Regions from separate parts of the Gasterosteus aculeatus genome. Here region 1 is linked to region 2. A link is a contact called in public Hi-C data. All regions are on one chromosome and are shown on one strand. Each heading gives the region's core, a stretch centred on a gene start, on an enhancer-like site or on the middle of the called end of the contact. The rest is flanking DNA. Distances are from core to core; before and after follow the strand shown.

Region 1 (4,830 bases), core at 830-3,329, 180 kb after region 2:
TAGAAAATGAAGGTCTGACCCAATTCAATATTGATCTTTAATTACGAGTCAGGACCCCCCCCAATCCCACCAGGCGGCCCCAGGACACGCTTACAGTCCGTGCATTCAGTGTCATCGACTGACCTCGTCGGTGATGTCTAATGAACTGTTGATGAGCCTTAAGCTCATGACTTCCTCCTTCCTCGGTCTCCTGATCTGTTACTCATTTCAAAATAAAAGCTGGGTGTTTTTACCTTAATTCAGGCCCAAAAGGTTGACTACGATTTTTTTTTCTGCTAAGGCATACATCAAGCACTTTTTAACCCCCCTTTAGTGAAATTCCTCACGCTCACCCTCGGCCAGGTGCTTTCGGGCCCGGCGTGTTGATTTTCAGGCGGTTTGCGCCGCGTTGGACCGCCGCGAAGCCGTCTCCCCGAGCAACCCTGATTGTGTCAGACTGGATGTCTGTAATTTACAGAAGAAAGAACCGTTGAAGAACTGTTGAATTAGCCGTTTTATTCCCAGATCCCCAGAGCTTTTCTTTTGAAAGTAAGTACATCTATAAAGCATTTCATGGGCTTCGTCGCTGACAAAAGGACGGCCTGTAGTCAGACAAACGGCCTCTGTGTGGCTCGGAGTAAAGGCACCGTATCACACACACACCCAGCGGCCACTTCAACAGGAACACCTTGTGCAATCCGATCCCATACAAGGCCAGAAGGTTGTTTAGAGAACATCAAGAGGTCTTTCTGACGCGCTGCCAACGTCGTCCATGACAATACGGGTCAAATGTATTTATTAACGACTTTGACACAATATTAGATTGCACAGCTCCTGAAAACATGCCATGAGTCACCGTGAATAAGTTCCCCCCTGTGAGTTATTCATGCTTTTATGCTCATTCCAACGAAATTAAATACCAATTGCTCTCTGTTTTTTTTTTTTTAACAGACATGTAAAGTCAGTATTTCTGAAAGAGGCCGCGTCCGGTCGTTGAGCTCGGCCAGCCGGTGACGGGCCCGCAGTTCATCACCGGGGATGGATGAGCGAGGCGACACAGTGTCACCGCCGTCCCCGGCACGGAGGAAACCAAAGCGCAGGCATTCTGCTCTCACAAAGAGAGACACACACACACACACACACAACCGGCTCCCATCACCACGGAAACCAGCTGCTGTGTCCAAACGTGGTGCGTGGGGGGGGGGGGGGGGGGTGGAGAAGGTTGGACGCTCTCAGGGGGAGAAGGCAGCGACATCAGAGGACCCGCGCACGACGGGCTAATTTGGGATTCGTCAAACGGTCACAGGAACGACCACGTTGCGCGCAGAAGTCACGCAGGGGGGGGGGGCGAGTGTCTCCCCAAACATTTTCTGCAATGGATCACCGCCTGTAAAAAGTCCTGTGATCCATAACCAATTCAATTCTGTCCCGAGCCGCACTGATGTTTTATTCATCAAGCGAGATGCCAACGGGAGAGTCCATCTCTGTGCTCCACTCACGCCAATACATCAGACGAGACGTAGAGGGGGGGGGGGGGGGGGGGCGGGGCAGGGGGCCCGATGCGGCGTCATAAACATCAGTAATAGCTGACCCTGCATGAGGTGAGACACACCGGGCCAAGCGTATTGAACGTCCAGCCGTCGGCCCCTATGAATTCTGGGTCGCCTGAAATCCCGATGCTGGATCGCAGTAAAGTAGTCGGATCTTTTAGGGAAGTATACTTTTAGTTTATGTCGTGGATTGAAAAGCCTGTTGTCCGTTAACCCTCCATGATTAATGACATTAAGGTAATCCTTCTTTTCTAATAAAACCAACCTTTAGATAAACTAGACATATGAATGAATGACCCATTTGGTGATTCCTCGTCTCTCGAACAATAAGCTCGTGTTTGTCTGTTCCTTTAATAGAAACGGGACGCGAGGCCCACCGGGTCACCGGGGGGGTCACAACATTTCTGGTTGTGCGACCCGAAGACGGCAACGCGTTGCCCGGTGAGGAAGGCGGGTGCACGTGGTTCAGAGCTTCTCATTGCATAAACACGACATGGGACATGTGAAATGAGAGGGAACGCAAAAGCAAACACACACGTGAAGCGGATGGAAAAGAAAGCCTCCCTCCCTCCCTCTCTCCCTCCCTCCCCAGCACAAGCAAACAGAGCACTAACCATTCCTAAAGAGGGTGGGAGGCGAGGAGAGGCCTCGTTGAGGAGCGAGCGGAGGTCCGCGGCTGCACGACGCCACCCGCTGGCGCCTCATGCGCATCGCACCGGCGAGGCCCAATCGCAGCGGGCGCACAATTCACCCGTTAAGTCATTCGCACAAAACACTCAGACAGCTTCTACCTGGGGGAGTCTGACTGCAGCAAAACAGAAGCCGAACATCAGGTCCAATCCACACAGCATGAGGTTAGTGAGTGTTTGTTTGATTTTTTTTTTTTTTTTTTTTAAAGGAGCCAAGAAGTCAGTCAGCTGATGAATTTGTGTTAGCAAATGTAATTCATTCACAAGAGGAGACACAGAACAAAGATGATTGTGTGAAACATGATCAATGTACACAATCAGAAGCTGTTGGGCCTCTGTGGGGCGATGAGGATTTTGAAGCGGCTTCTCTTCGGAATGATTTTGAAGATCTTCTCATCTGACCTTCGACGAGACTTCCCCACTATACAATATAAAATATCTTTAAACGTGAGTGTAGATATCAGACATCCAGCGTGTTTCACATCCGTGACATTACAGATTTATTAGTCGGATATCGTTAACTTTGCTCTCTTGCTGATCCGGGAAGTTGAGCTTATTTCACTGTTTACTTACGGTTAATTCCTCTGGATGGTTTTCAGTTTTAAGCCCTTCAAATGCAAATATGTAAAGAGGATTTGCAGCCAGCGACAATGCTGCTAATTAGAGTCTGAAATTAAACTCCTCAGATGTGAAATGAACTTGGCCACCCGGAGGCTCTGCAAGCAAATGATAGAATGCAGCAAACGCCAACAATTAAAACGAGTGGTGATAGTAAATAGGGCACATCCATGCCAGGATGTAACAGAGGAAATGTGGATGTTTGGCCGAGCCGGTTAAAAGCAGCGCGCCAGTCACTGTGAGCGGAATGAACAGCCCCCTCCCCCGGCCCGGCCCCCCCCCCGAGCCGCCGTCTCTGGTCATCACGGCCGAGAGACGGCGTGAACAACTCCGACAGGCAGGCGGCTCATTCGGTTCATTAGACAAAGCAAAGCGTCCTCCAGGTGCGTGAATCCAACGCCTCCCTTAATGTTTGACCTTTGGGAGCCAGTCGCTCTGGTGGCAAAGGTCGCAGCGCGTGTGTCGACGGCGCACTTTCCCTTTTCTCACATCGTTGCTCAAAGGCGCATCAGAAAGGGAAGAAACTGGCCAACAAAGATTTCATTTGTGTGAACTTGAGTGTCAAATGATGCCAAAGTGATTTGAAGGAAGCAAAAGAGGAGACGTGGACGGCGCGCTGCTACAAAGTGAAACTTTAATTTGGTTTACAGTTTGTGACGTGGTTTCATTCGTGGTTGTTAGTCTGACTGCTCATCACAGGGATGGAATGCTGAAAGCTAAAAGAGGAATCAACCAGATCGCTTTCAGATTTGTACATACATATTCATTTTCTAATACATTTTTCTTTATTATATATATTCCCATTTATTTATATAAAATTAAATAAAATCTCTTAATTATTGCAAAATTTAAATTTTCATACTGCAAATAATTGAAGGGCACATGACAATGAAAAAAGAAAAGAAAAATAAACCAATTAAAAAGAGAAATGCAATCGGATATCTCAAGTCGACCATAGCAAAGGATTTAAAACCCTCAGGACTAAAAGCTCCAAATACATTCCGGCGTGTGAAGCCCCCCATGGACATTCCTGTCCCCTGTGATGCGTCACCTGATCACGCTGCAGGAAACATCTCACAGCAGCGCCTGGAGATAAAAGGTACAGCTGCGAGTGCTCGAGAGGTGGCGGTTGGTGCAAAGCGACGGGGTAAACATTATTTGGGCGTCTTTGGGTGGATGACGTCGTTCTGTGGGCGCCTTAAAAGGAACATTTCACTGCGGATCACGTGGAAACCAAATTAGTGTTTTTCCAATGAAGGCAGATTTGGGATCTGTGTGTTTCTCAAAGAACAGATCGACCTTTTCTCCGCTCACAACAATCGTGCGAGACCCAAATGTTCATTGAAGCAGCTTCTGGTAACTAATGTCTGTAAAGATCCCGTCGGAAACCAATGCAAAGACAAATACAGTTTCATACAAAAGTGCATTCCAGTGTTCCACAGAAGAGAGTAATGATAATAATAATGGTCTTTGGGTGAACTTAAAAGGCTTTTCCACACAGAACGAGGATCTCTCTACGGCTACGGAACCAAAAACTGTTCATTATGTCAATATATCAAACAACGCCGTTAATTTGATACACTATTTGATTCAGTCGGAGTGTTTAAAAGGTTTCTTTTGCAAACCAGGAAAAACAAAGAAGTATAATTGAAGCATTCGCTTCACTCGTCCCACTGAAACAGAACAACTTCAGCAGAAACGGGGGTTTAAATCTGGCGAGCCGTACCGATCAGAGTTTATGGGCGTGGATCACAAATGGAACACGTTTGAAAGACAAACGCGAGAAGCAGAAGGAAAAGGCCACAGCGAAATGAAGCAAACGGACGAAAAACAAAAGAGTGGAAGTTAAGACCATCGAGCGTTCGTCTGAAGACACGAGCGAATTCTTTTTGAGCGTCGAGCGAGACGAAAGGCAAAAGGTGACGCGTGTGCGACGCCACGGCGTGTGAATACAATAGAAGGTTCTTCTGCAGGCTGTATGGCTTAAGATTAAC
Region 2 (5,069 bases), core at 1,169-3,668:
CATTCCTTAAAAGTTCCAGTACAATTTTTAATCTGCGGAAAAGTGACTGAAAACTGTGCAAAACAGGGCAATATGATTTTATCTCAAAACTAAATTAAATATATAGTTAATGTTTGATCTAGATGGACTTTTGAGTTAGTGTCCTTAGTACACTATGCAGTACTAGTAAACTAGTATACATGTTGTGATCTGGTTGAACTTTACATTGTATCATTTCAGTTTCCAATTTTTTTTTAAAAGTTACTAAATCCGAAATGGTGATTTGAAATTTGTGTCTTGTAAATTTTTTTTATGTGACTGGGAGAACACTTGGTTAATACGTTCCGGTAGAATCCCGAATAAACGACTGGGTTTTCCCACATGCCAACGTGCGTTAACATTAGCATGTTGTTAGCATGTTGTTAGCGTGTCCTGCTATCGGCAGTAACGCCTCTCTACTGCAGGAAGTCACTCACAGGAGCGCTGCACCCCTGCGGCGACGTTTACGAATGAAACTGCTGCTCGTCACCATTCACGTTACGTAACGTTAACGCGTTCCGACCGGTGCTGCAGTCCAACGTTAGATTCCCGGTTCGCCTTTGGGGGACAGTGGGTGACGTTGACGTTAACGTAAACTGCAACAATGCAACAACACACCCGCCCCCCTAGCTTAGTGTTAACGTTAGCTTGCCGGCCGCTAGCTAGGTGTTAGCGAGCCAGACGCGGGGGGGTAATTAGTTATACGGAACAATATTCGGTTGAAACACAACTAGCGCACGTTTTAGCCACCCCTGGTTTGAAACCAGTTAGCCATTTTGTTGATGTTGCTAACTAACTTAGCATCATGTTAGCTCAACTGACAACATACCTGGAGTCGTCGGCGATGTTTCTCACGAAGAGAGACGTATTAGGCGGCCTCAGGTACCTCGCCATTTTAACGGCCGGTTGCTATAATTCTCTAAAAAAAAAAAAGACCAGTAAATTTGTTTACTACAGCAATTTTCTTTTGCCCAAACTCGTTCGCTTTACAGCAGCAGACGGTGTGGCCCCGAGTCTGCGGTGCGCATGCGCACAAATATACGGCCACGATGGCACATGCGCGCTCACACACGAGCACAAACAGACAGATCCCAACCTGACATGTCCAACGCGTCTTATTACGTCACCATAGCACGCATGTTATGACTGCAGTCTGTCACACGCAAATAACACACTACACACTTATTATTTCACTTTTTTTATTATATAGAAAATAGAAAATTGGTTTATTCTCTGCCAAGTTTACATCTTTTTGCTCTTCCTGATAAGAGTTGTTGAGCCCATGGTCAAGGTCTGAAAGAGGACAGAGCAAAGAGAAGCACATTAAATGTGTGCCCATGATGCATTACATTACATATGACATCACCATACATTAAGTTTTAAACAATGAGTGAGTTTGTGTACGATATGCCACACCTCAACCATCTCTCCTCCCTTGAGCTCTTGGATGTGGGAGAACTTGCCGGTGTTGCAGACCAGTTTGCCCCCCTCCAGATTGACAATGCACTGCAGGTCAGAGGAGGGACACAATTCACACAATAAACACCTCCAAAACAGGCTCACCTGAACCAGTAGGAGATCATTTTGGACATCAAATTGGATAAGAAATAGGGCACAGAAAAGTCAGTGTTGTGACGTAGAAATCCACGGTAGTACAAACCTTGAGCTTCTTGCCGTCCATGGTGGTGATGTCGGCCTCCTTTCCGACGGTAAAGGTGTTGGTCACAGTCTTCCCAGGTGTCTTGGAGGTGACAACAAAGTCGTTACCCTTCTGCTTGATCTCAGTAATGGGCTTGATGCCCTTGGCCATCTTGATGACGTCTTCTGGAAGTTCTGGCAAGCAAAGCGTACATTTCTTTCGTCAATACATGCACAGTGAAATGTGCAAGCGTCAGCGGTTTGGTTATATTTAACCTCAGAATGATGCAATTGCATCAAAGGCTTCCAAATATAGTGGATGTATTTGTACTGTGAAACAAAAAACAGAGTGACTGGTTTTGTTTTCTCACCCATGACCCTGAGGAACTCCTCGTAGTTCTCCTGGGAGTAGACCTGCCATGTTCCATTGAAGTCCATGTTCTCTAGGGTTCTACTTTGACGAGGCGGGCTGGAGGCTGAGACAGCTGCGTGAAGCTCGACACACTGTGGAGGATGCGACTGTCACGCTGCACCTTCTTATACAGGAAAGCAGGCGTCCAATGAGTAACTGACCCCCTCCGGAGAAATCCCCGCTGTTTGAACAACCTGGAGTTCACTTACTCCTGTCGGGACAAACGTTGGCTTCCACCAAAGATTAGTGTACATGGTCGTTTGTGTCAAGTGTGATAAAAAAGACTCACTGATAAGAAATATGTAATAACTTTTTTAGGCATTTCGGAATAAAAAAATTGAATCATTTGCACACTTTTCATTTACAGACTGAATGGAGTTTGAGGAGGATAACGTGCAGCATTACAATTAGAAAATATTTCATTTAATAAACCATAAGATGGATTTCCATGTATTTTATTTCATGACGAATAGAATGCGTGTGTGCAACCTTTCCTTGTTGTGTCGTTTAACCTCTAACGTGAGTAACTGAGCAACGCCCTGTAGGTTAACGACACTACGGACTGTTTGCTTTTGACGAGACTTGATCTCTGCTTGTACAAAAGTGTACATAAAGAAAGCTGCAGACATATATTTTCTTTAACACATAACCAAAAAATAAGCTTGTATTCTGATTAAGAACCGTAAGAGGGAAATTGATCAATAAATAGATGAAAATAAAAGATAATCACTTGAAATGAATTTATTCACACAGAACACAAATGACAAACCCGATTCACCGACGGCTCTACAGACCAGTAGGATTTAGATTCTTAGTGAACCCTTGAAACAATTCACTTTTATTATCACGGGTTATGACAACCTTAAATATAATGTGACAGGAGAACAAGTAGAGAAGCTAATGCAAGATAATGTTTCAGCCAATGTGTGCTGACATCCACTCGCTTATAATCACAGGACATGTAAGTGCACAGCAATGAATCCTCTGAGTGTATAAATTTGATTACATATTAATTGGTTAATGTTGAATTTGACCGCTTAGGACTCTTTTGCATGCCTGTCCTGTGGGAAAACCTGACATTTTGATGTCACTACACTGTTTAGAATTGAAATCGTATACACGTTTTGCAGTATAGGTGGTTAAATAATAACACATGATAAACTTTAGGCATAAAACCCCATCTCCACAGCGCACGGCGGCGGCTCCTCTCCGTGCTTGTAAACGCTGACGGTCACGTCCACCGTTTCAGCGCCAAACTGGTTGCGCACGGAGATGCTGTATTTTCCAGAGTCGGCCATGGTGACGTTGTTGATGGTGATGGTGCTGCACCTGGGCTCCTTGGTGATGTCGAACTGGGTGTGTTTAGCGATCTCCTTGTCGTTCCGAAGCCAGGTGACCTCCGGGGCGGGTTCGCCGTCGACGAAGCACGTCAGACACAAAGACTTGAAGGGAGGACGAGGAGCAGTGAAGAAAACAGGAAATGAGCGATGGGACTGTTCGGCCTGTTGCCACACAAAATGATGTAATGTGGTGCCGTTTCCCTGACGACGTCCTACCTTCCCTTCCATGATGGCCACCACGTCAGGAAGGCCCTTTGTCACTCTGGCCCGATCTGAAACGAAAAACAAAAGCGACAATAATGCCCTGCTGAAATATCTCTGTATTCACACAGGAGGCGTGACTCACTCTTCTCAGCGATGGCCTCTTGCCTGAGGGACGAACACAAGGAGTCAAACCAACTATGACGTGGCACAGCGTCATGGCAACCATAATCTGTCCTGAGGTGTTTTTGCGAACTAATAGCTTGATGAGCATGCTCAGTGTTTGCTGCGCTGGAAAACGTCACCCACTGCTCGTAGCGCAGCACTTACTTCAGCCGCTGGTGCTCCAGCAGGGCGTCGGCAAACGCTGTGGAAAATAATGGTGATCGAGATTGTCGTTTAGCTTGTCTGCTCTGGAAAATGTTCTCTCAGTCTAGACCGGCCATTTCCACCCACCTTGTCCAGACAGGTCCAGGTGCCGCTCGCGCGTCTCTTTCCCATCGAACATCTTCAAGATGTATTTGCCTTTGTCATTTTCTGTTGGGTTGCAGATTTCAATCCAGACTTTCTCCGTATTGCTGCCGGGCTTCGTCCTGGTTTCCTGATCGATCCTCTTCTCTCTGCAAGGAAGGAAGCAAAGACAATTTCCCCAAAAATTTGCTCACCAAAAACATATCATGGAGATAATCACGCGTGTCCCCTGGAACAAAGCGGCGAGCTTAGATTTAGAAGTGGATTTTTTCTTCTTTTCACATCTTTTTGAGTTGGATGAAAGCAATTGATGGTAAAGGTTTCTAAAAAAAAAAACATACACGTTGAAGCTAAAGTGACATGTTACAATTTAGACTATAATCATACAAAAGTTATTATTATATAATCATTATTCCAGAATAAGAAACCTGTCAATCAAACCTGTTTGTTCTGTTTTTAAGGCAGTCCTTCAAGCCCCCAGCAGGTGTTGCTTGAGGCCTTCCAGCAAAAACATTCCCCCCTCAGCCTTTTCACAGTCATTTTAAAATGATTCACAATGTATTAAATCTAATCACAGGATCGAGTCACAGAAACACACGTGCACGACAGGACAGTTGAGAACAAAGTCCAACAGTCCAGTGGAACAGCTTCCCGCTCGCTTTCTTAATTATTTTATGGGTTACCTCTGAACCGGCTTACAAGCCGGTCCGTGAAGCTCCTTCTGTGGCCACACTGCTACAGATGGTTCATCAGACAAACCCCACTTTAAGCTACTTCTCATTGGTTTTTCTGTGCAGGTGTTTGTGCGCACAAGGATCTTTAACATTTCTATTTATCACGGGTATTTTTTGGAACACTTCGTCATCGGCAGGGCGGAGAGGTCAGACAGGTGCTTCGCACGCGGACTCACTTGAAGAGCCAGCTGGTCTTCAGGAAGCTCATGTAGTATTTGAGGGAACAGTAGAGCATGAGACCCACAGCGGTGCTCT

The links. Hi-C and Micro-C count contacts between places; a contact is called where the count stands out from the background.
Region 1: a contact with region 2 is called in a Hi-C map of tail fin, with 2.7 times the contacts expected there. The contact joins the enhancer-like site here to the promoter of fabp10a in region 2. A contact is called at or near these places in 4 of 6 Hi-C or Micro-C datasets (skeletal muscle, tail fin and whole body).

What each region holds. Positions count from the first base shown.
Region 1 is chr20:3,325,087-3,329,916 of fGasAcu3.hap1.1, forward strand. It overlaps slc9a1a (solute carrier family 9 member A1a), which reads right to left. Exons shown (of 12, transcript XM_040164192.2): 12 at 3,454-4,830. Among protein-coding and RNA genes, the nearest start is that of LOC120810003, 3.4 kb to the left of the region's middle. Within about 2 kb of position 2,080, at least 2 of the 9 cell types and tissues checked have open chromatin away from gene starts, as enhancers often do.
Region 2 is chr20:3,147,619-3,152,687 of fGasAcu3.hap1.1, forward strand. It overlaps fabp10a (fatty acid binding protein 10a, liver basic), which reads right to left and starts at 2,419. Exons shown (of 4, transcript XM_040164209.2): 1 at 2,028-2,419; 2 at 1,679-1,851; 3 at 1,435-1,524; 4 at 1,201-1,311. The coding sequence starts at 2,094. The coding sequence ends at 1,261. It overlaps myom3 (myomesin 3), which reads right to left. Exons shown (of 37, transcript XM_040164190.2): 32 at 4,991-5,069; 33 at 4,066-4,229; 34 at 3,940-3,976; 35 at 3,755-3,777; 36 at 3,625-3,680; 37 at 2,794-3,510. The coding sequence ends at 3,232.